5 separate regions of the Sus scrofa genome follow, and regions 1, 2, 4 and 5 are each linked to region 3. Evidence: chromatin contacts called from public Hi-C and promoter capture Hi-C data. All regions are on one chromosome and are shown on one strand. The core of a region is the stretch at or near the end of the contact, and the rest is flanking DNA. Distances in the headings are between cores, read along the strand shown.

Evidence for each region. Promoter capture Hi-C pulls out the DNA fragments that hold promoters and counts their contacts. Hi-C and Micro-C count contacts between places; a contact is called where the count stands out from the background.
Region 1: a Hi-C map of skeletal muscle shows a contact between it and region 3, with 2.3 times the contacts expected there. The contact joins the enhancer-like site here to the promoter of TAB2 in region 3. A contact is called at or near these places in 3 of 47 Hi-C or Micro-C datasets (blood, fetal heart ventricle and skeletal muscle) and 1 of 2 datasets of contacts at active chromatin or transcription factors (alveolar macrophages).
Region 2: a promoter capture Hi-C map of liver shows a contact between it and region 3, with 3 times the contacts expected there. The contact joins the enhancer-like site here to the promoter of TAB2 in region 3. A contact is called at or near these places in 2 of 5 promoter capture datasets (both in liver), 4 of 47 Hi-C or Micro-C datasets (embryonic fibroblasts, epiblast stem cells, fetal skeletal muscle and 1 more) and 1 of 2 datasets of contacts at active chromatin or transcription factors (alveolar macrophages).
Region 4: a contact with region 3 is called in a Hi-C map of skeletal muscle, with 2.6 times the contacts expected there. The contact joins the enhancer-like site here to the promoter of TAB2 in region 3. A contact is called at or near these places in 1 of 5 promoter capture datasets (fetal skeletal muscle), 3 of 47 Hi-C or Micro-C datasets (brain and skeletal muscle) and 1 of 2 datasets of contacts at active chromatin or transcription factors (skeletal muscle).
Region 5: a contact with region 3 is called in a promoter capture Hi-C map of liver, with 4 times the contacts expected there. The contact joins the enhancer-like site here to the promoter of TAB2 in region 3. A contact is called at or near these places in 1 of 5 promoter capture datasets (liver), 4 of 47 Hi-C or Micro-C datasets (blood, embryonic fibroblasts, liver and 1 more) and 2 of 2 datasets of contacts at active chromatin or transcription factors (alveolar macrophages and skeletal muscle).

The regions. Positions count from the first base shown.
Region 1 is chr1:16,534,070-16,538,029 of Sscrofa11.1, forward strand. It overlaps TAB2 (TGF-beta-activated kinase 1 and MAP3K7-binding protein 2), which reads right to left. Exons shown (of 8, transcript XM_013992499.2): 8 at 1-1,257. The coding sequence ends at 1,115. Among named protein-coding and RNA genes, the nearest start is that of ZC3H12D, 73 kb to the left of the region's middle. Within about 2 kb of position 1,397, at least 5 of the 83 cell types and tissues checked have an H3K27ac peak or open chromatin away from gene starts, as enhancers often do. A contact at or near this core is called in skeletal muscle, where this site is marked.
Region 2 is chr1:16,503,869-16,508,316 of Sscrofa11.1, forward strand. No RefSeq gene overlaps it. Among named protein-coding and RNA genes, the nearest start is that of ZC3H12D, 43 kb to the left of the region's middle. Within about 2 kb of position 2,048, at least 25 of the 83 cell types and tissues checked have an H3K27ac peak or open chromatin away from gene starts, as enhancers often do. A contact at or near this core is called in alveolar macrophages and liver, where this site is marked.
Region 3 is chr1:16,609,825-16,614,249 of Sscrofa11.1, forward strand. TAB2 (TGF-beta-activated kinase 1 and MAP3K7-binding protein 2) reads right to left here and starts at 2,055. Exons shown (of 8, transcript XM_013992499.2): 1 at 1,046-2,055.
Region 4 is chr1:16,696,260-16,700,789 of Sscrofa11.1, forward strand. No RefSeq gene overlaps it. Among named protein-coding and RNA genes, the nearest start is that of TAB2, 87 kb to the left of the region's middle. Within about 2 kb of position 3,067, at least 9 of the 83 cell types and tissues checked have an H3K27ac peak or open chromatin away from gene starts, as enhancers often do. A contact at or near this core is called in brain, fetal skeletal muscle and skeletal muscle, where this site is marked.
Region 5 is chr1:16,678,976-16,682,934 of Sscrofa11.1, forward strand. No RefSeq gene overlaps it. Among named protein-coding and RNA genes, the nearest start is that of TAB2, 69 kb to the left of the region's middle. Within about 2 kb of position 2,251, at least 19 of the 83 cell types and tissues checked have an H3K27ac peak or open chromatin away from gene starts, as enhancers often do. A contact at or near this core is called in alveolar macrophages, liver and skeletal muscle, where this site is marked.

The DNA of each region.
Region 1 (3,960 bases), core at 147-2,646, 76 kb before region 3:
AGTAATCTCTGGTGAAAGTTCTGTGGGACACCGGCAGGTAAAGCAAGCTTAACCTTGTTGCTGTCAGTGGGTTAAAAATATCTTTTGTTTTAGGCTTCCTTGTGGAAGATAAAATACTGAATTGTGCTACCCACTGAGAAGGTCAGTATATAGTGTGACCTACAGACATAAGTCTTGTAATATTGTTTGCAGTTCACTGTGCAGCATCGTATGTCTTCACAGAACATCGGCACTTATGAGGGCAAAGTACAGAGGAAGGAGAGGAAAGTTATTTTGTGCATGGTTTCATTTCATTAATGCTTTTTTCTTTTAAGGCATTGCTTCGCTCAGGTAAGGCTTAAAAAGGGACATGATCGTGCTTAATCACTAAAAGGAAAAAAGAAAATTAGTTAACAAAAGACTATTACACTATACATATAGAAATATAAGAAAATAATAAGGAAGAAAAGAAATCACTTAAAGCAGACTCAAGAGATCTGTACAGTAGGAAAAGCTCTGGGGATATTTCACTCCATGTTTGTACAGACAATGCATGCTGCTTTCCTGTTCATCTTTAGACCCTAGATGCTGGCTTCACAGAGTGGAGACATTTTCAGGGAAGACAAAGACAAAGGCCAAGAGTACCACAGATTTGTGAACTTCTTCCCCTATCCATTGGCACTAAGCGGCAGCACACAGTTTTTAAATAGTTAAACCTTGTTCCTTTTCTTCATGTTTGTAGTGTTTCACCAAAGCTTTAAGGAAAAAAAGCTACTGTCTATTCCTTCCTCCTGTCAAAATTCAGTAGTGACATGAGGGGAAAAGGCACCGGGAACACTCAGGCATGGATATACTGAGAGTTATCCACAACGGGCTGCGGGTAACACTGTACATGGTTAGGCAGCGGGCAACCGAGTCTTTCAGCAGATCCCCTTTCATGTGATGACTTTCAACTGCCTGTGACATTAGACTGAGGTATTATTAGCTCTGTGGGCTGACGTTTGACACTAGCACGACACCATCTTGCTGCACCTTCAATTTGACAAAATCCTAAGCAGTGAAACTCTCCCCCTGATGACAGACTGGTTTCTTGAACTTCAGATGTGGTTTTAGAGAAGACACAGGGCCTCTTGGCTCAGAAATGCCTTGGCATCTCACACTGTTCACAACGGATTAAGGCTGGATGGTTCAAAAAAGTACAGGCAGTACAATTCCACTGAGCCCCCTCGTCATCTTCTGTGTCTTGAGACTTTGGGGTTTTGATGGAGGACCTTTGATCTGTAAGGAAGCAAAAGAATTATTTTAGAAGCAAAAATCACAAAGCCATAAATTACTGACAACTTGAAACAATCTTTGTACTGCCCAGCATGAAGGAGCTTGTTAACCAAATGAAGCTTCTAGCTGAAACGGATACACATGCTTGATCCTCAGCAGCCTCTATCAGGCTGGCACTTCTTAGCTGGGAAATCGCAACACAGACATGACATAATCAGCTCAGAATCACCTCAAAGGGGAAAAGAGCATCATCTCTCCCAACTTGCAGCAGGAGAAAAGGGAAATCAATTAGCAAATGGCTAAGATTCCCACAAAATCACCCAAGACCTCAAAAAGGTGTCCAACTACAATGCAATACTCGTAAGTGCATTTATTGTGTCTCATGTTCCACCGAAGTAGTATTTGTAGTTCTGTTTTCTACCAGGAATGGAAGTTTTTTTTTTTTTTTGTCTTTTTTGTTGTTGTTGTTGCTATTTCTTGGGCCGCTCCCACGGCATATGGAGGTTCCCAGGCTAGGGGTTGAATCGGAGCTGTAGCCACCGGCCTACGCCAGAGCCACAGCAACGCGGGATCCGAGCCTCACCTCGTCTGCAACCTACACCACAGCTCACGGCAACACCGGATCCTTAACCCACTGAGCAAGGGCAGGGATCGAACCCGCAACCTCATGGTTCCTAGTCGGATTCGTTAACCACTGCGCCACGACGGGAACTCCAGGAATGGAAGTTTTTATTAAATGTTCTCTATCTGCTAAAAATCTAAGCTTGAACACCAGTAAGATATAAAGATGAACTAATTTCTAAAATCTTTTTACTATTTAACTAAATATCAGCGATAAACACTGGAGAAGTTAATCAGTGTAAAATTTTACCATACTCTATTTCTCATTTTATTTTAAAATTGTATTTATTATGGAACGGTAGAAAGAATACGAGGTTGAGAATTGTGAGAACTGCGCCTTTGCTACTAACTCTCTCCCTTTTTTTTGGTCTTTTTAGGGCCGCGTGGCATATGGAGGTCCCCTCAAAGTGGAGCTCTAGCCACTGGCCTATACCACAGCCACAGAATGTGGGATCCGAGCTGCTTCTCTGACCTATACCACAGCTCACGGCAACGCTGGATCCTTAATCCATTGAGTGAGGGCAGGGATTGAACCTGTGTCATCATGGATACTAGTCAGATTCATTTCCACTGAGCCAGGATGGGAACTCCCTACTAACTCTTGATTTCTTTGCTCTGTGATCTTAGATAAATCATGAATCCTCTAGGTATAATCTTTCTTACTTATAAAGTCACTGCAGCTTTAAATCAACTATAAGGAAAAAAATTTTTAAAAAAATGAAATAAATTAGGAAAAATAAAGCCACTGCAGCTTTAAGAGGCCAATGTTCTAGAATGTTTGAATGGTCAGAAGTATCTTAAATCTAAGAATAATTACATTCCTCAATGACTGTGTCTAAGACGAAGTTAAATTTACAAAACAACTTTTTTTGGGGGGAGGGAGGTCTCATTATAATTTATAATAGTATTCCTACAAATTATTTTGGGGAGATTTAAAGTAAATGGAGCACGCATTGTTGGACTTCTCCTGTCAAGGTATATCGTTTGTAGTTCTAAACTATGTTAAAATAATGGATATTAATTTGCAAATTCCACCTATTCCCCTGAACTAGTAACTACAAGATGCCTTTTCTGCTATTTCAACAAACTATTATATACAATACACGAAAACATAAAAATTTAAAATGATTAAGTGATGTCTGGCACTTTGCACCCCTTTAGCAGCACTTTATTTACTGATCAGTCTTAAATATTTTATTGCAAAATTCCCACTTCAGGCATTGTCAGAATTTTTAGGCATCATCACAATTTTTGGCATATGCATGAGCAACTTGAGAGTGCTGCTTATATAGTAATTTTATTTAAACTGAATAATTTAAAACAAATACCTAAGGTTTAAGAAAAAATATTTGAAAAATAAGGATCTGACAGCACAAGTTGGTACTAGTATCAGCTACACCACATTAAAATAAATGCAGTTTTAAAAGTTTGACTTATACCATCTAAAATTGTTTCACACCCCATACTTGGGAAACATTTTACAGAATAATTGTTTTAATCTGGGGATAATTCATTCTACTTACTAGAATTTTGACCTCACTCACGATAGAAAACTTTCCTATCTGGCACATTTTTAGTAAAATTTTGTCCACCCTTTTTGTTTAACTACAAAACAAAGATTTTTAGGGAGGCCATTCAAATTCAATCTATATTAACACTTCAATCTATTGAGGCGGGAACTCCAGGACCTAAACTTTTTTTAACGTGAAAATCTCCAATGGTTTTCTTACCTCTGGACAATCTCCTATAGTACTTAGAATTATGACTCTCTTTATTAGAGGTATTTGGAAACTAAGTAACCACCGGAATTAAAAAAAAGAGGAAGTCAGATTGCAAAGGAGGACTTGTGATTTCCACACCTCATTTTAGCAGTTAAAAACCCTGCACTGTAAAGCAGAACTGATTTTAAGAACTAAGGAAAATTCTTAAGTGAAACTAGTAACTCCCTTTTTTTAGCTTTAAGGCAAACATGACTGATTCTTTAATTTCTCCAAAAATTGCCAGCACACAAGCTTCTATCTTTTGTGAAAAGTTTTTAAAGTAATGGACCTTTTCTTTCTTTCTATCATGGAAAATTTCAAACAC
Region 2 (4,448 bases), core at 798-3,297, 110 kb before region 3:
TCACTGCGGAGGCCTCTGGGACCTACCGCCTGGGAGAGGAGGGAGATGGACATTTCCCATTCTCTGTTTGTGTTCTTTGAGTTGATTCAGCTCCAGGGAATTTTTTTGGTCAATTCCTGTTTTAAAATAACTCTTCATGATGGGTTTGGTGTAAATACAGTTGATTTATGGCTCCGCTGACCTTTGATTTGTTGGCACAGCCCTGCCCGGGGCCCGGGGCTTTCCTCGGCTTGTTTACCCGGAGTGAGCTAGGAGCCGCTGAGCCAAGGAGGGTTCCCTTTTGCTTCCGCCCCAGGTCCTGACCGTGTGGCCCCTGCCCTCAGGGTTCACACCCCGGTCAGAGCTCAGCCTCATCTCAGACAGAGTGGCAGTTATCCTTTGGACTCCCTGGACCTCGTCACTCATCGTCTCTAGCTTTTAACCCCTTTCCAGAAACCTCCAAGGAGACTGACCAGGGCTTGTCGCATGGCATGGCTGCCGCTGGCTCCTGCCCGCTCCTTGCTGGGGGCTGAGCCAAAGGGATTCTGATGGGTTAGCCTGTGACAGAGTCTCTGAGCACAGCCAGGGCCTGTGGCCCCCTGGACCCTGGGACTCAAGCCTCCTTCTTGGGGTGAGGGCTGTGCTAGAGTCACTGCCTCTGGTGGGAGGACTCAGTGCTTCTCCATCCAGAGGGAGCCCGAAGGATACTCCTTCCTGGGAGGCTTGCTCAAGGCAGAGTTTTCAGATCCAAGACCATTCCAGGCAGGGATGGACAGTTGTTTTCTTTGTGAAGCAGAAGCAGAAGGCATGGCTGTCTGCTGGGACTGCTGGGGGGATGAGGATTTTCACATAAACTTTTTCCTTTTTATGGCCACACTTGCGACATATGGAAATTCCAGGGCCAGGGGTCAAATTGGAGGTGCAACTGCAGCCTACGCCACAGCCAGAGCAACATCGGATCTTAGCCACATCTTCAACCTACACTGCAGCTTGTGGCAATGCCCGATCCTTAACCCACTGATCAAGGGCAGGCGTCAAACCCACATCCTCACAGGGACATCAGGTCCTTAACCTGCTGAGTCACAACAGGAACTCCAACACATAAATTTTTATAGCAGATTTATTTGTGATAGTCAAATACTGGAAACACCCTGAATGTCTATTATCAAGTGACTGAATAAACAGCTTGTAGCGTAACCATGCAATGGAGTGCCACTCAGCCGTGTAAAGGAAAGAACGGTGTAAAAGCAGGTGTAACATGAATTAATTTCAAAATAGTGATGCCGAGTCAAAGAAGTCCATCAAACAGGAAAAGCTACTGTATGATTCCATTTCTGTAAAACTCTAGAAAATGTAATCTGATTTCTGGTGCCAGTTGGGAGAAGTAAGGGGGGGATGACTAAAGGCTACAGGGCGTGATGAGAATGTTCTAAATTTGATCATGACGTTGGTTGTACAACTCTGTGCATGTACCAAAAACTGTTGCGTCATATACTTTAAATGGGCGGCTTGTAGGTATGTGTATTATACCTCAATAAGCTGTTACAAAAGCAATAAGAAAAGGAAAAGAATGGAAGCCGGTCTGAGGGACAAATCTTCCTGTATCTCTCTGTGGAGCAGGGACCACACTGCAGAAACATGTGGCTGGCTCGGAGTTCCTGTCGTGGCGCAGCAGAAACGAATCCGACTAGGAACCTTGAGGTTGCGGGTTCAAGCCCTGGCCTCGCTCAGTGGGTTAAGGATCTGGCATTGCCGTGAGCGGTGGTGTAGGTCACAGACACAGCTTGGATCTGGCGTCGCTGTGGTTCTGGTGGAGGCCAGCAGCTGTGGCTCTGATTAAACCTCTAGCCTGGGAACCTCCATATGATGTGAGTGCGGCCCTGAAAAGACAAAAGATGAAGAAAAAAGAAAAGAAAAGAAAAGAAAAAGAAATATGTGCCTGTAGCCTGGGTCCCTGCAGGTTCTACCATCTCTAAGGGCTTTTGTTAAAGCTGCTCCTGCAGGGAACTGACCGCCCTGTGCTCCACAGTGGCGACAGCCTGGTCCCCCCAGGAGAGGGCACTCTGTTGGCAATAATCTGAGCGCAGCTCTGGGTTGTGGGCAGGGCTTTGCCCCATGACAGTACTGTTATGACATTAAGGGCTGCAAAAGCAGTGACTTGAAGCAGCCACCAAGCACCCACTGTTACTGCGCCACCAAGAAAACATCTGGGGTCCAAAGTTGCCACTGACCCTGGCCTTGGAGTCCCTGGGCCACAAAACCATGGGACAGGTTTGTGGGTGCAGAGCTGACAAGGTGTCTAAACCAAAGGAGACAGAGAACCTGGAGCCACTTGGGCTCCTTGGGCAGGGCAGGGATCCTTAGGTGACAGGTTGCCCGGGACTGTCCCAACTTGAGCGTTCAAAGTCCCCTGTCCCTAGGAAACCCCTCAGTCCTGGGCAAACCAGACAGTGGGTGACCCCGTTTCCTCACACATCGATGACCCCTGAGGCAAAGGGCCAGATCCAAAGAGTCCCGAAATGCGACCTGAAAGTGCTTTTGCCCTGTTTCCATTTGCCTACCCACAATGACTGGAATGTCTCCTGGAGAAGGGAAAGAAGAGGGTTTTGTCTTTTTTTTTTAGGGCTGCACCTGCAGCATATGGAAGTTCCCAGGCTAGGGATCGTATCTGAGCCACAGCCACAGCCATGTGGGATCCAAGCTGCATCTGCAACCTGCACCACAGCGCACGGCCACGTGGGATCCTTAACCCACTGAGCGAGGCCAGGGATCGAACTCTCGTCCCCATGGATACTTGTCGGGATCATTACCACTGAGCCAGGACGGGAACTCCAAGAAGAGGGTTTTGATATAAGCCTGGCAACTCATTTTCCAGGAACACAAAACTGGACCCTAGGGAACCAGGCCCTCGACCGGGGGACCTGGGGTGCCCAGTGGGCACCTGCCTCCCTCAGACCAGGTTACCTCTTACTGACCGTGATGGTTAATTTTATGTGAACTTGCCTGGGCCCTAGGGTGCCCAGATGTTTGGTCAAATAGTATTCTGGGTGAGTCTATGAGGAGGTTTCTGGATGAGATTAACGTCTGGATGGTAGTGGATGGTAGACTGAGGAAAGCAGGCTGCCCTCCCGGTGTGGGTGGGCTTCCTCTAGTCAGGTGAAGGCCTGGGAAGAAGGAAAAGGCTGACATCAGGGACCCCCCCCCCCCGCCCGACAGCCCTCTGGCCGCAGCGTCCGCTCTTCCTGGGCTGCACACCTGCTGGTCTTTGGACAGGAACCCTTCCACGGGCTCTCCCGGGTCCCAGGCCTTTGGACTCAGACTAAAGGGAAAGCCTCAGCCGCCTGCGTCCCGCGGGCTGACTCACTCTGCGCATCTCGGGCTTGCTCGCCCCCGTCATCGCCGAGCCGATCCTGGACGATGACAAGCCTCCCTGTCCTTCTTTCCCTTTCTCGCTCTCCTATTGGTTTGGTTTCTCCAGGGAACCCTATTTTGCTCCCTCCCTGCCCTACTCACTTAACGACTTTCAAATGGCGATGCTGGATTTTTAGTAATTTTGAAAGACTCGGGCTAGTGAGGATTTCAAGCCAAAGCCAAAAAGCAGTAGAAAGACTAATGTTCTTGAGTCCATCATGTTCTGTTTTGTTTTGTTTTTTTGGTCTTTTTAGGGCTGCACCTGCGGCATATGGAGGGTCCCAGGCTAGGGGTCTAATTGGAGCTACAGCTGCCAGCTTATGCCACAGCCACAGCAATGTGAGATCCGAGACGTGTCTGCCACCACAGCTCGTGGTAACGCCGGATCCTTAACCCACCGAGCGAGGCCAGGGGTTGAACCCAAACCTCGTGGTTCCTAGTCGGATTCATTTCCACTGCACCACAAGGGGAACTCCAAGTCCATCTTATTCTTGGTCAAATGTACATTCTCTGATGTTTCAGGACATCCACCCTCTGTGGGGAACTGGTAATAGGAACTCCAAAGTCTCTTCCGCCTTGACACCTCGTGATTTTTGAAAACTGCCTCCCCATTTATGTAGCATCACTAACTAACCAGCCTGCTTTGAAATGGATAGAAGTACATGCCCCCCCCCCACTCCTTGCAGGATTTCCTACCCACCTACTGAACATCTCTGCCCCTCAGATCTCACTTTGCATGTGGGTTTGAGACATTATTTTTATTTATTTATTTATCTATTTACTTATTTATTTATTTTTCCTTTTTAGGGCCGCACTTGCAGCATATGGAAGTTCCCAGGCTAGGGGTCAAATTGGAGCTACAGCTGGGGCCTACGCCACAGCCACAGCAGCGCCAGATCTGAGCCACGTCTTCGACCTACACCACAGCTCACAGGAATGCCGGATCCTTAACCCACTGAGCAAGGCTAGGGTTGGAACCCGCATCCTCATGGATACTAGTCAAGCTGGTAACCTGCTGAGCCACAAGCGGAAACTTCAGAGGCGTTATTTTTAAAATG
Region 3 (4,425 bases), core at 805-3,304:
CTAAAACAGACAAAATGGATGCAAAATTATACTGCTTCACTGTTGCCTCGAATACGACCAAGAACCTTCCAATGAATAAAGGCACTCAGAACAGCCTCCCGTTGGGGACCCGAAATTCATGAACTACCGAGAAACCCCCGTGAAGCTGCAAATTCCCTGCACTCTCCTGGAAACCCCTCTTATCAGAAACATTTGAAGAATTTCTCCACAACAATTAAGCTGACTTGAAGAATGGAAACCTAACATCTCAAATATACTATATATGGAATGAAACATGGCCAAACACATAAATACGAACCCACACGGTCTCTGACACTTTGGTGTACTACTCTGCCCGAGCAATCCCACAGCATCAGCAACGGAAAGATACACCTGTCACCTGTTCAGCGATTCCCAGACCCTCTCGCCTCCCTGCCACAACCACAACCTTACTGAGGTTGATCGGACAGAAAACTAGAATTATCCTCTGAAATATAGGGGCCACATATTCACAGCGGGGCTGGCTCCCCACTTCAAGAAGGCTGCAGAAAACCAACACTGGAAAGGGAACGCCATTCTCCCCTCGACCCCCACGTAACTCCCTCGGGCTCCCCCCCCCGCCCCTAAATCATCTTTATTCGGGCTCCGGCTCCCCAAGAGGCGTTTTCCTTCCCCCACCCCCATCTCACACATGCCAGAGGGGCGGGCCGGGGGCACCCGTGAAGGCAGGGGCCCTCCCCACCCCTGGCACCCTCCCCCACCCGGGGTTCTCCCCGGCGCCCGATTCCAATGTATGCCCCCTCCCCCTACGCACTTAGTCCCCCGAGCCCAGGCCCGGCGTTCCCCACCCCCGCCCGGTCTGGGGGACTTGGGGGGCCTCCCTCTCCGCCTCGCCACTGGGGAAGGAAGGAGGCGGAGGGAGGAAGAGTGAGAGGAAGAAGCGGACGCCCCGCAAAGGCCTGGCGAGTCGGCAGAGTCCCTTCCAGACGAAGGGGGGGGTGCGGGGAGCTGAGGGGCGAGCGAGGACTGGGGATCCCGCCGAGGCCCGGCAGCACTGTCCGCTTACCCTTCGCCGCCGCAGCTTGCCCCTCCTCCTCCTCGGCCGCCGCCGCCTCTCCCACTAGGGCAGCCGTCTCCACCGTCGCCGCCGCCGCCTCCACCACCACAGCCGCCGCCAGCGCCGCCGCCGCCTCCGATTCCACCCGGCAGGGGGACACCTCAGCCCTCCCTCCCTCCCCGCTCAGCCCCTCCGATCGGCCGCTGCCGCCAACTCCCTCCAGCCGCCACCGCCGCCGCCGCCGCTCGTGGCTGAGGGGGAGGGGAGGGGGTCGGGCTGGGTCGCCCCGCCGGCGGCTGCTGCAGATCAAAAACGATGGCTGGGTGGCGTCGCCGCTCCCCGCTCCTCCGCTCCAGCTCGCTCGGCCTCCCTACCTCCCTCGGCCCCCACCCCCCTCGCGCTCGCCTGCCCTCCCCCCACCCCCCCAGCTCTCGCTGGCTCCGGCCGCGGCTCCGCCAGCCCAGTGCAAATCAAAATACTGTCACACAATATGGCGGCGCGGCCGCCGGCAAACACCGCGAGATCTGCGGCCGCTGCTGAGGCGGCGGCTGTGACGAGGCCTCCCCCAGCCGGGCGGCGGGGGAGCGGCCGGCGACGGCTGCGGCGGCCGCGGCGGCGCGGGGATGCTCTTTCTCCGCCCAGCACCCCTCCCCTGACACTCGCAGCCTCCACGCCCGTCTAGCGAAGGCTGGAGAGAGAACGCAGCCCGGCCGCGCGAAGTGGCGCGGGCCGCCGCCCGGGCCGTGCGAGAGGGGCACCGAGGCCGACGGCCCGGGATCTCACTTCTTAAGTTGGATCCCGTCGCCGTTACTTGGGGCGGGATGTGTGTGTGTGTGCAGAGAAAGTGCAGGTTTCCCTCTCAGCGGGAGCGGAGAACAGTTTGGGTCGAAAGGAGGAAGACACTCGGCTCCCCGCCGCTCGGCCAGTCCGGAAGCGGCCGGCGGGACCTGCGGGGCGGGGGCCTCGTGCTCCGCGCGGGGGGCGGACCGGACGCCGCGGCGCTTCGGCGCCCCGCGCCTGCTCTGAGCCCGGGCGGCCGCGGGCGGCAGGTGGGCCTGCGCCGCGGGCGGGAGTGCGGGCTCTAAGGGAGGGACACACCCCCTTGGAGGCGGCTGCGCGGAGGCCGCCGGCTGACGGGGGTGACCGCTGCAGGAGACCAGAGTCGTCCCCAGAGTGTGCGAGACTCGTCCTAGAAGCCTCAGAACTCGCAGCTTCGCGTCTGGAAAAAAGTGTTGGGCGCTGAGTTTTCTGGAGTGCTGGAAAGAAAAACCAGTCTTAATGTTGCAAGGGTTTTGTTGTTTCGATTTTATTTTAATTGCACGTTCCTAGAAGTCCTAGAAGCAGAGCCAAAGGCACTTTAACTTGGGGCGGGGGGGAGACTTCTGTTTCTATCTTCTTAAAGATATATTTGTTCAACTTCCCCCTGGAAAAAACCGTGTTTAACACTCACATTTCTCACAATGAAAGATACTCATTTAAACGTTCTAGCGCTTTAATGTTGTCCAAAACACTACGGCATTTTTTTGTCCCTGTCCAAAATGTGCATATTCCTGCCAGTTTTTTCCTTGAAACAATTCTTATTCCCCAGAAAAATCCTGAAGGACCGTTTTTATTCTTCTGTTTCCAGTATGAGCGCTGTAGTTACAGCAAGAGCCCCCCGCCCCCTTTTAAGATTCTTTTAAGAAGTACAGGCTTCTCTAAGGTTAAAGTGCTTTTGCCAGTTCTCTTCCCCTTACTCATCATTTAAAAATACCTGAAATATTGGGATATATCACCAATTCAAAACCTTTACCACGTTAAAGCCTAAAGCACTTATTACTTATTATATCAGAATTTAGGTATTTTCTCTCCATTGTCAATATCATTAAGAGGAGTAAATTAGAATATAAAAAATGGAAAGACTAGTTTCAAATCAATGGTAGGTAATAGGAAATCACTGAATCTTAATACTTTACAGTAGTCCTCTCTGAGGAACTACTTCCATGCTGTTAACTGAAATAAATTTAAAGAAATTGAATCTGTTCAATTTCATTCCTTTTTTGAAACCGCTATGAAATATAGAGCTAGCAATTGCTTTTGAAATGGTAGAATTATGTATTTTATACAAAATATTTTTAAAATTTATGTAACGATGGAGTTCCCATCGTGGTGCAGCAGAAACAAATCCAACTAGGAACCATGAGGTTGGGGGTTTGATCCCTGGCCTCGCTCAGCGGGTCAAGGATCCAGTGTTGCCTGTGAGCTGTGGTGTAGGTTGCAGACACTGCTTGGATCTGGCGCAGCTGTGGCTGTGGTGTAGGTGGGAAGCTACAGTTGATTAGACCCCTAGCCTGGGAACCTCCACATGCTGCGGGTGCGGTCCTAAAAGGACAAAAATAAATAAAATGTACGTAATGAAATGTATAGATACATAACTTCAATAGAAATATAATGCTTTAAAACTTATGAATACAATAAGTGTGAATAGCTCAAGTCTAAGAACTAGCAGGTGACAGAGAAGGTGTGTATAACAACACATCCTTGCACCAACATTGAAGAACTTTTAACTTGGATCTTGTCATGATGTATCCAGAAAACCCAAAGAGCAGAAAATTCTACAAAATAACTGGCCTGTGTTCTTAAAACACTGTCAATTTCATATAAACCAAACAAAACTACAGGTGGAAGGAAACTAAAGACATTACAACTAAATGCAATATGTGATCCTGAGCTAGATATTTTACTGGAGAGACAAAACGCTATAAAGGACATTATTGGGATCATAGATGTGGCTTGAATATGAACTGTAGATTAAAGTACAGTATCACGTGTCCAATTTCCTGAATAAGCTAGGTATGAGAATATCCTTATTCATAAGAGAACACACTGAAATATTAAGGGATAAATGAATTTTATGTATGCAATTTTCTCCCAGATGGATCAGAAAAAAATTATACACACATATGCATACATGCATATCTCTCACATCTCCCATATATATCCACAGAAAGAGACTGAGAAAAATTGGTGCATCTAGGTTATTGTTTTTCTGAAGAATCAGTTTTATTTCTATTGAGGTTGGACTATGGTTTAAAAGAAGTTAGCTTATAAAACAAGGAATTTTAAATGAGCCGTAACAAAAACCTTCTAAAAAGTGAGGTTTCCAAAATACAGGAACAGATGGATTCCTAGAAGAATAATTCACAGGACAAAGGAGAAGATATTTTCTTTTTTGAAGTCTATAACAAAATTACAGCTTATTTTTCAAGGATGGTTTAACTGTTCTCACGCTGGAAGGGGGTAGTATGTTTTTTTTTTTTTGTAGTAAAAAAACATAACATTAATTTTACCATCTTAACTATCTTTAAGTGTACAGTTCAGCAGTGTTAAATATATTTGCATTATTGTGC
Region 4 (4,530 bases), core at 1,817-4,316, 87 kb after region 3:
ACAAATGATAACTACCTATATACGTGCAATGTACAGAAGGCGGTTAAGCATCTAAGCCCATCAGTTTCTAGCCACAAATGCATGTCTGTTTTCTTAGTCCTTTTTTTCAGCATTTTCTGTGGAACAGAAAATGAAAGCCTTTGGTGTTAAAGCGGTGACTGTTCAAGTTCGCAGAGCATGTGGTCGTTAATCATTGGCTCTCTTGCCCTTTTCACATGTGTAATAAAAGGGGTGCATTGTCTCCATTTCATCTCTCCTCCCTCGTGTTCCCCAAACGCTGATGGCAAAGTTCAGAAGTATAAGAACTGAAGGCTCATGTCAAGGCCCCGAGGTCAGGGGCCGCCTGGTGTTAGACTAGGTGTGTCCTGAAGGCAGGACGCCCTGCCTTCTATTTCCTGCAGGCGGCCTTCTGCAGCGGGCCACTTGCTCGTTTGGTGAGCTGGCCTGCTTTCTATTCCATGTCACCTCTCTCTCCTGCAGCAAAACCATGGGCCGTGAATACACAAAAAGCTCCAGGGAGCTAAGTGGTCTGTTTTCAGTTCCCCTGAGCTGCCAGAATATCAACCTGACGGTAGAAAAACACTGAATATAATTACCTAACCTTTATTGTGAATGCCAGTGTGTTAAAAGTGGGGTCAGATTCCTAGGACGAAAATAGACCTTCAAGCTCACGACACAGCTCTTCCTTATGGCCTTGTCCAGGCCGGCTTGCTTGTGGGCTGGTGAGATGGCCCAGTCAATTCTGAGGGCAGATTTCCTTGTGCTGTATGGGTTATGGCTGGCTCAGTCATCTATGAGCTTATCATCAAGGAAATGGAGTCAGCCATCACACGGATGAGTGAGATTGGCGCTGATCCCCAGTTAGAGAACTTGATATATTTATTTATTATTTATTATTATTTTTTTAGGGCCACAGGTGCGACATATGAAAGTTCCCAGGCTAGGGGTCAAATGGGAGCTGTGGCAGCTGGCCTATGCCACAGCCACAGCAATGCCAGATCTGAGCCATGTCTGCCACCTGCACTGCAGCTCACAGCAATGCCTGCTCTTTAACCCACTGAGCAGGGGCCAGGGATCGAACCCGCATCCTCATACTCGCTGGGTTTGTTTCTGCTGAGCCACCATGGGAACTCCGATACATTTATTTTTAAACTCTATTTCTCGCTCCAGGCACTCGACCTAGGCAATATACATTAGTGACCTAAGCTGGACCGAGACCGATTCCTTAGTCCCTTTGGTGAAACAACTCAAGTCCCGCAGGGCAGTAGGAGACTGAGAAGCAGCACGCCTTCCATGTCTGGGTGGAACAGGACATCTCAGGCTTGCAGAACTTTGGGCTTTTCCACAGTCCTGAGATGAGGGAGGGAAGGTCATTGTTGATAAGAGGGTTTCATCACTCTTCCTGTCATGACGAACACATGGGAGGGGCTCCGTCGTTACATACATGAGAAGATGAATTTCTGAATGATCCCCCACGTTCATGCAGCATGAAACAGAAGAGATCTCCATTGGTGCGTATCAATAGCCTGTTGCAATTAATTCTCCTCATCAACAGAATGTTGCAAGACATACTCAAATCCCCTTGCTTTTGCTGAATTTCATCAGTTTCCTCCGGTGTGGATTTGGCCTGGAATAGCAGAGGGGGCAGCTGAGATTTCATTACACAAAGTCCATTCAAGCCAGACACGGGCTTTTTGACATTCCACTGAACTCGGAGCCAAGCCTTTCCGTTATTTTAACTTCTTACCCACTCCTGGGAGAGGCGTTCAAACATATTTTCAGAACTTGAAACTAACCAATGTCCTGAGCCACTAGCAATTAGAATTGGGGAAATTTAAAACTTGGGTCCAAATGATAACATGATCACTAAGAGAACAAATAAACCAACACAACAGCCTTCGGCTTGATGGCTTGAAAACTTAAACTACTGGGGCGATGTTGGCATCAAGGCTGACACAGCAGGCCCCCAGCAGTGCACACAAGGAACTGAAGAGCAGCAATTGCGGAATTTGCAGACCAGAGTCTTACTGAGCCAGCTGCGCGGAGGTGACAAGTCTGATTGTCCACAGCACCCTCTAAGTCCCCAGATTCCTGTTCCTTTGGGTAGCCACCCACTGCCAGGCCTCCTTTCTGGGCGCAGCTGACTGTGCAGGCTCTCGTCTCCCCCATGGAATGAAGCCCGTGCCGCACTGATGTGGCTCCTGGCGTCCCCGGAAACCAAACAACACCTCTGTGTACTGGCAGCCCGGCTCCCGCACACAGGGTGGGTCCACAGTTCTCAGGAGGAACAACCATGTGCCAGGGTGGTGGTGAAGGCTGCCCATTGTTGCCATCCACTCCCCCCCTCCGCCCCCTGCCTTAAAAAATACATGCAAGCCTTTCTTCAGGTTTTCTGGGTTGTCTACAAAAAGCACACATTTTCTTTGTTGGCAAAAGCACCGGGCCAGGGCAGGGTTTTTTCACTTTGCATCGTTGTCAGTTTCATCCTTGCTCTTGTGTTTGGTTTCTGACACCACCGCCCTTTTTCTTCCTTCTTAGTTTTGGCATCTCTTGTGTTTTCTTCTTTATCTGTCTCTGCCGGCTCCCCTGCCTCATCCACTCTAAGTCGCAGATGGCTGAATGGTTTGCTTTCTTTGTGGATTATGTTAAGAATACTAGTTTTAGTTTCACCCTTTTAAAGGTCTCCGCTGTGCCAACCTTTCCCCCTCTGTTTTATTATCCGCGTCAGTCTTTACTAGCATCTTCTCTCTGACTATTCCTTTCCCCTTTGTTTCCCTCTCAAACCAAAAAAAGGAACAGTTCAGTTCTATTGGGGGGTTATTCTGCCCTCTCTCCAGGGGGCTCTTTCAGCATCTGTGTTGATTCTCTGAACACACACACACACACACACACACACCCACACACCCCTCTTGCTTAACTAATTGGCCATGGCTATCCTGGGGGTTTTTGTGGTTCTTAGAGGCCAGTGTGATTGAATTGGCACTTTGGGACTCTTAAACTGAGCACATTTAAAAGGTTGATTTAGAGGGAGCTTTGACAAAGGCTCTTTTAATTATTTTTTCCTCCGCTTTGCCAGGACACACTGCTGTAGCCTGTCAGAGGCCAGTCCCCGAATCGTTAGGGGGCCAGGCCATTAGGTGTTCCTGCTTACTCTGCAAATATAACAGGCTTATCACGTAGAACTCTGTCTCCAGCTGGTTTAAAATGTAGGTGGTGCCAGTGGGTAGCAGCTGTTACGGGCTGGGGAGCCAGGAGACAGTGGGGACATTTTATGGCTCGAGGAGGTCAAAGTTGACGGCTGCCTCCAGCCTAATGGACCCTTCTATTCTTCCACCCCTCTGGCTGAGGATTCTGAAGGGCAACCTGCTTCCCAGAGTCCCCAGATGCCACCCTCTCCTGGCCAGCCAGATCTTAGGCAAGCTTAGTGCTGGCTTTCAACACATGGGCCCAAAACACTCAGCCGCATTGCAGATAATGAATAATTCATCCATTTGTAATTCAAATAGTCATGGTGACGCATAATTCAAGTGGAACGTTGTTATTGTAAATGCAGGGGGAATGGATTCATTTCAGAGATTTAAAAAAATTAAATTATCATTTTCCTTAGGTTAGGTTTCAGGGCTGGAGCCACCTCTGTTTTTGCAGCTGTTTGATCGGAATTGGTGCTGGGCTTAATGGCTTTGCCACGGGGTTGATCAGATAGGACAGTGCTTAACGGTTGGGCTATTTCGGCCAATAACAGGTACTGATTTGCTTTTTTCCTCCTGAGAAATGAGGTTAAGTGTAGACATTCTATGTGTTTTCTCACTATGGCCATGCTTGCTTCCTGCCCCAAGCATGTTAGCAGATTTTTCAAAAAAACATTTTATTAGGAAGCGTTTCAGCCACACACCCCACATAAAGAGAAGAGTATAGCAAACCCCATGTGCCCATCATCCAGTAATAATAATTATCGAGGCATCCATTTTTACCCCCATAGGTTACTCGAAAGCAAATCCCACATTAAAAAGTCATTTCAGGATTTTCCACTGTGGTTCAGTGGGTTAAGAACCTGACTAGTATCCATGAGGACACGGGTTCGACCCCTGGCCTGGCTCAGTGGGTTAAGGATCCGGAGTTTCAGATGCCACTTGGATCCGGTGTTGCTGTGGCTGTATTGTAGGTCTTCAGCTGTGGCTCCCATCCAGCCCCTAGCCTGGGAACTTCCATATGCTGTGGGTGCAGCCCTAAGAGGAAAAAAAATCATTTCATTTGTCTCATTCAGTCCACATCATGATAACAGCTCTCACTGCAGTTTAGGAAGCAGGACCCGCATGGCCCATATTGTACCCGAGCTTCAGCAAAGCCTCATTGGTGACGGGCCCCAGGGCAGGTGCAGTGCCATGGAAGTGGAGGGCAAGTAGCAACCTGGCCTCGGCCGGCGGCAGTGACATCACATAGGAAATCAATCCCTTGAAGGAATGCCCTGAAGTGCCCCCTCCTCCCCCCACCCCTCGGCAGCGGCCTGGCATCATGGGAATCTGCCTTGTC
Region 5 (3,959 bases), core at 1,001-3,500, 69 kb after region 3:
ACTTCTTTGACGTCCTGACTTTTATTTTAAAAAGTTGCTGTTGGGAGTTCCCTGGTGGCTCAGCAGGTTAAGGATCTGGCGTTGTCTCTGCCTTGGCTCTGGTTACTGCTGTGGTTTGGTTCAGTCCCTGGCCCAAGAACTTTTGCATGCTGCGAGAGTGGCCAAAAAAAGTTGTCAAGCAGAAAACATAAGAACTTCCAATGAGTAGTCTTATAAAAAGCTTTGTTTCAGCAGTGCACACTAGGTATGTAGACTGAGAAAAATCATCCTGGAGAATGTGAGTTTACACTTACTGGAAACTGTTTCCCACAACGTGCCAGAAGTAGACTATGGAACATAATTACTTCTCTATGCCTGGACAGGCCATTTGTTTTTGGGAGCAAATTTTAGGCAGTCATTTCCCTGTGGGATAGGAGCACATCACTGATTTAAAAAAAAGTTCAGTGGCCACTGTATAACTTTTAATGTGTAAAGGCTCAAGAAAGGGGGATGGCTATGCAGAGAGATTTGTTGCAGCGTTGCTTGGAGAGCTGCAAAGCTGGAAGCCATCCATCAGGAGGGAAGGGTGAAGTACCAACAGTGTGGACACCGTGCTGAAGGGTAGACGGTGAAGGATACTTAAGTGGGCAAAGCAAGCGACGCAATAAAGGATGTGCTGCTTGCACAGTTGTCACAGGAGCGACCAATCGCCTCGAGTTTGTGCACAGGTATTGTTATCTCCTTGGACAAGCGTGGATAAAAGTATTACCTCCTCAGGAAAGTAAGGTTGGAAGGGTGTTAGGAGGAGAAATAACTTTTAATTGATGTAACTATGGGCTCTCTTCTTGAGTTAGACAAGTTTGCATTACTTCTGTAACGTGAAATTTGATTTTCTAAATACATTAAGGAAACAATTTGAACCAGATAGCAAAAGGAAGGAGAAACAAAGAAAAATGTCATGGTGCTGTCGCATCCTATAGTATAATATAAAACTACATTTTTTTGGGCATGCGGAAGTTTCCAGGCCAGGGATCGCGCCTGCATCAAAGCAGTGACAACTGTGGATTCTTAACCTCTGGGCCCCCAGGGAACTCCGAAACTGCAATTTAGAGTGATGTGCTGTGAGATAATGGCATCCAAGCTCTTCTGTCGTGAATGTTCAGGAGACTTAAACAACACGCCACGGTGATCTGATGGCCATGAGCCCTCTGGTCATCACCACGTGTGCCAAGGGGGCTCTTCGCCTGGTTTGAAAAGCCAAAGGCCCACTCCATCCAATCACCATCCACTTTCCGAAAGCTGAATCTTTCAGCTCCACTGACATGCACCCCGCCCTCCAATGTCACGCACTCCCTCTGTCACTTCCCAAAGTCCATGACTCGAACCCTCTCCCACAAAAGGCACTTCACACCTGCCTGGCAAACTCTTAGCATCTCGGTGAAGGGTGGGCCCCTGCAGCTGGATGCCTGAGCTCAAACACCAGCTCTGTGACTGGGAGCTCCAGGATTCATGCCCTCAGGTTACCCAAAGTCTAAGAGTGAGGGGTAAGGGTAGAAGTTTTCATCGAGAGAATCATGGACGAAATATACCCAGGACACTGTGCAGGCAGCTGAGGGAACAAGAAGGCAGGAGTCAAAAAGCCGTGTCCTGGGAAGAGGTGGTGCCCAGACGGACGAGGGAGATGAGTGGGAGGGAAGGCAAGCAGTGTCTATAGCAGGACATAGCAACTGGCTCCATCTCTCTGTGCTTTAAGACATAGGGATCATACTGGGTCTATACACAGGTCTTAGGAGAATGAAACAAGTTAATACATTAAAAAAGGTTTAGAGAAGAGGCTACATTGATGCTGGATGGGTGGAAAGAACCCTGGTTGGAGAAATCCCTATCAGAGACCCTTCTTTATTTAGGCTGTTTCCAAATACTCTAGGAAGCCTCAGTGCTAGTGTTTGCATATTGGTACACCTGGAAGTACTCACACGTTATGGGTATACAGTGCCTCATTTATTGTTCTTTATATAGTCACGTTCCAACTTAAATTGTGTGCTTCTCGGTGCATGGTGTGTATTTACCTTCTCTGATGTTTTATTCTGTTGCCCATTAAGAGAGCCTACGCCTGACTGTTTTGCCTAATGAGATGGGGGACTCCCGGAGGGAAGAAGCATAGAGTGATTTCTCTTGGGGTCTCCTAAAGACCGTGACCCCCATTTCAAGGGCTTGTTTTCAGAGTGCACAACATAATGAGAGAAAAGGAACTCACCCTTAAATGAAGAACCTTCGATCAGCTATGCCCAGGTCCACGTTTCAGTTTCATTTCCTTTCACCGACTCCTCCCCTTTGATGGTGTACCAAAGTGAAAACAATCAGGAGAGGTAGGATCCTTAAAATGAACTCTTAAAGGGACGTGGTTAGGAAGAGATTCCCTTCAAAGAACAGCCCTTTAGTTTCAGGGAACCCTTTCAGTCAAGCCAAAAGCTTGGGTTAAGTCAACAAGTTGCAAAGACAGATCATTCCTATTCTGTTTAAAGAGAAAACATCACATGATAGGGTAGAAGGGCTCCGATGAAGTGTCTCCTGTCTTTTAGGTTATGGGGGCGGGGAAAGGTTTGCGCAAACCTATTTCCGTTTCCTAGTACACAGAAACTAGATACAATATCAATCTGTTATAAATAAACATGATATCCCCTCCAACATTCGTCAGTGCTTCTGACCAGTCAACTTGATCCGTGCAAACGAGATGCCTTGAAAACCCTGTCCTGGATTTTAGAGCTGAAGAAGATATACTGATTATAAAAATATTTTTATGTCATTATATATCTTAATAAAACAACACTCATGTCTGGAGTGTACGTCAGTCTGGAAAGCCTGCCCAAAGCCAGATCTATTTATTTAAATCCGGAAAGGCAAACGGCCATGCTGGCAGCCTTTCAGCTCATCATGCTCTCATGGTTGAATGCAGATAATAATAATTGGGGTGCACCCCAGCAGATTTCTGAAAGGAGGGAATTAACCCCTATGTTTACGTTATGAATCAGCAGGGAACTATTTCAGACTCTGAGACCGACAGCAGGCACAGCTGATTCTTCTCTTTAGACTTCAAACACACGTGGAGTTCTTACTGGAGTTTCAGACTCCGATTCTAATTTCTGGGAATGCCACTTTATAACGAAGTGATGAAAGGGCTGGGTTCCCAGCGTTAACAGTTGGCTGTTCCTCCTGAGGAAGAGACCTGGCCACCCTTGGATGGTTTGTCCAGGAATTTAATGGCTCCTCTTGGTCTAACAGTCTCCTGGAGAGGAGATGGGCCATCCTAATGTCAGACCATTTTCTCCAAGGCAAAACAGCCCCAGACCAGAAGCTCGCCCCAAGAGAAGCGTTACATGGTCCCCAAGAAAATGGTGTTTATTTCACATCAGAAGTTCTCTTAAACCATTCATTTGGGGACACTCCAACTTTGTTGGCAGCTCAACCCCAGAGGAAATGTCTCCTGCTGGGGATTGTAGATGTTATTAAATCTTCAATTTACTTTCATCGGGAGAAATTCGCTTCTTATTTACTCAAGGACAACTTTAGGTACCTTGGCATAACACACACTAACTGCTATGGATTGAACATTTGTGTACCCCCCAAATTCCTATGTTGAAGGCTTAACCCCCAAGGTGATGGTATTTGAAGGTGAGGCCTTTGGGAAGTAAAGTTTAGGTAAAATAAGGAGTATGGGGCCCCAATAATGGAGTGAGTGCCCTTATAAGACGAGGAAGAGAGCAGTAGGTTAAAGGATCGGATTTAGTCCTTGGCCCGGGAACTTCCATATGCCATGGGTGTGGCCATTAAAAAAATTAATAAAAACAACAAAAAAAGGAGTTCCCTTTGTGGCTCAGTGGTTACCACACCCAACTCGTATCCATGAGGACACAGGTTTGATCCCTGGCCTTGCTCAGTGGGTTAAGGATCCGGCATTGCCGTGAGCTGTGGTATAGGTC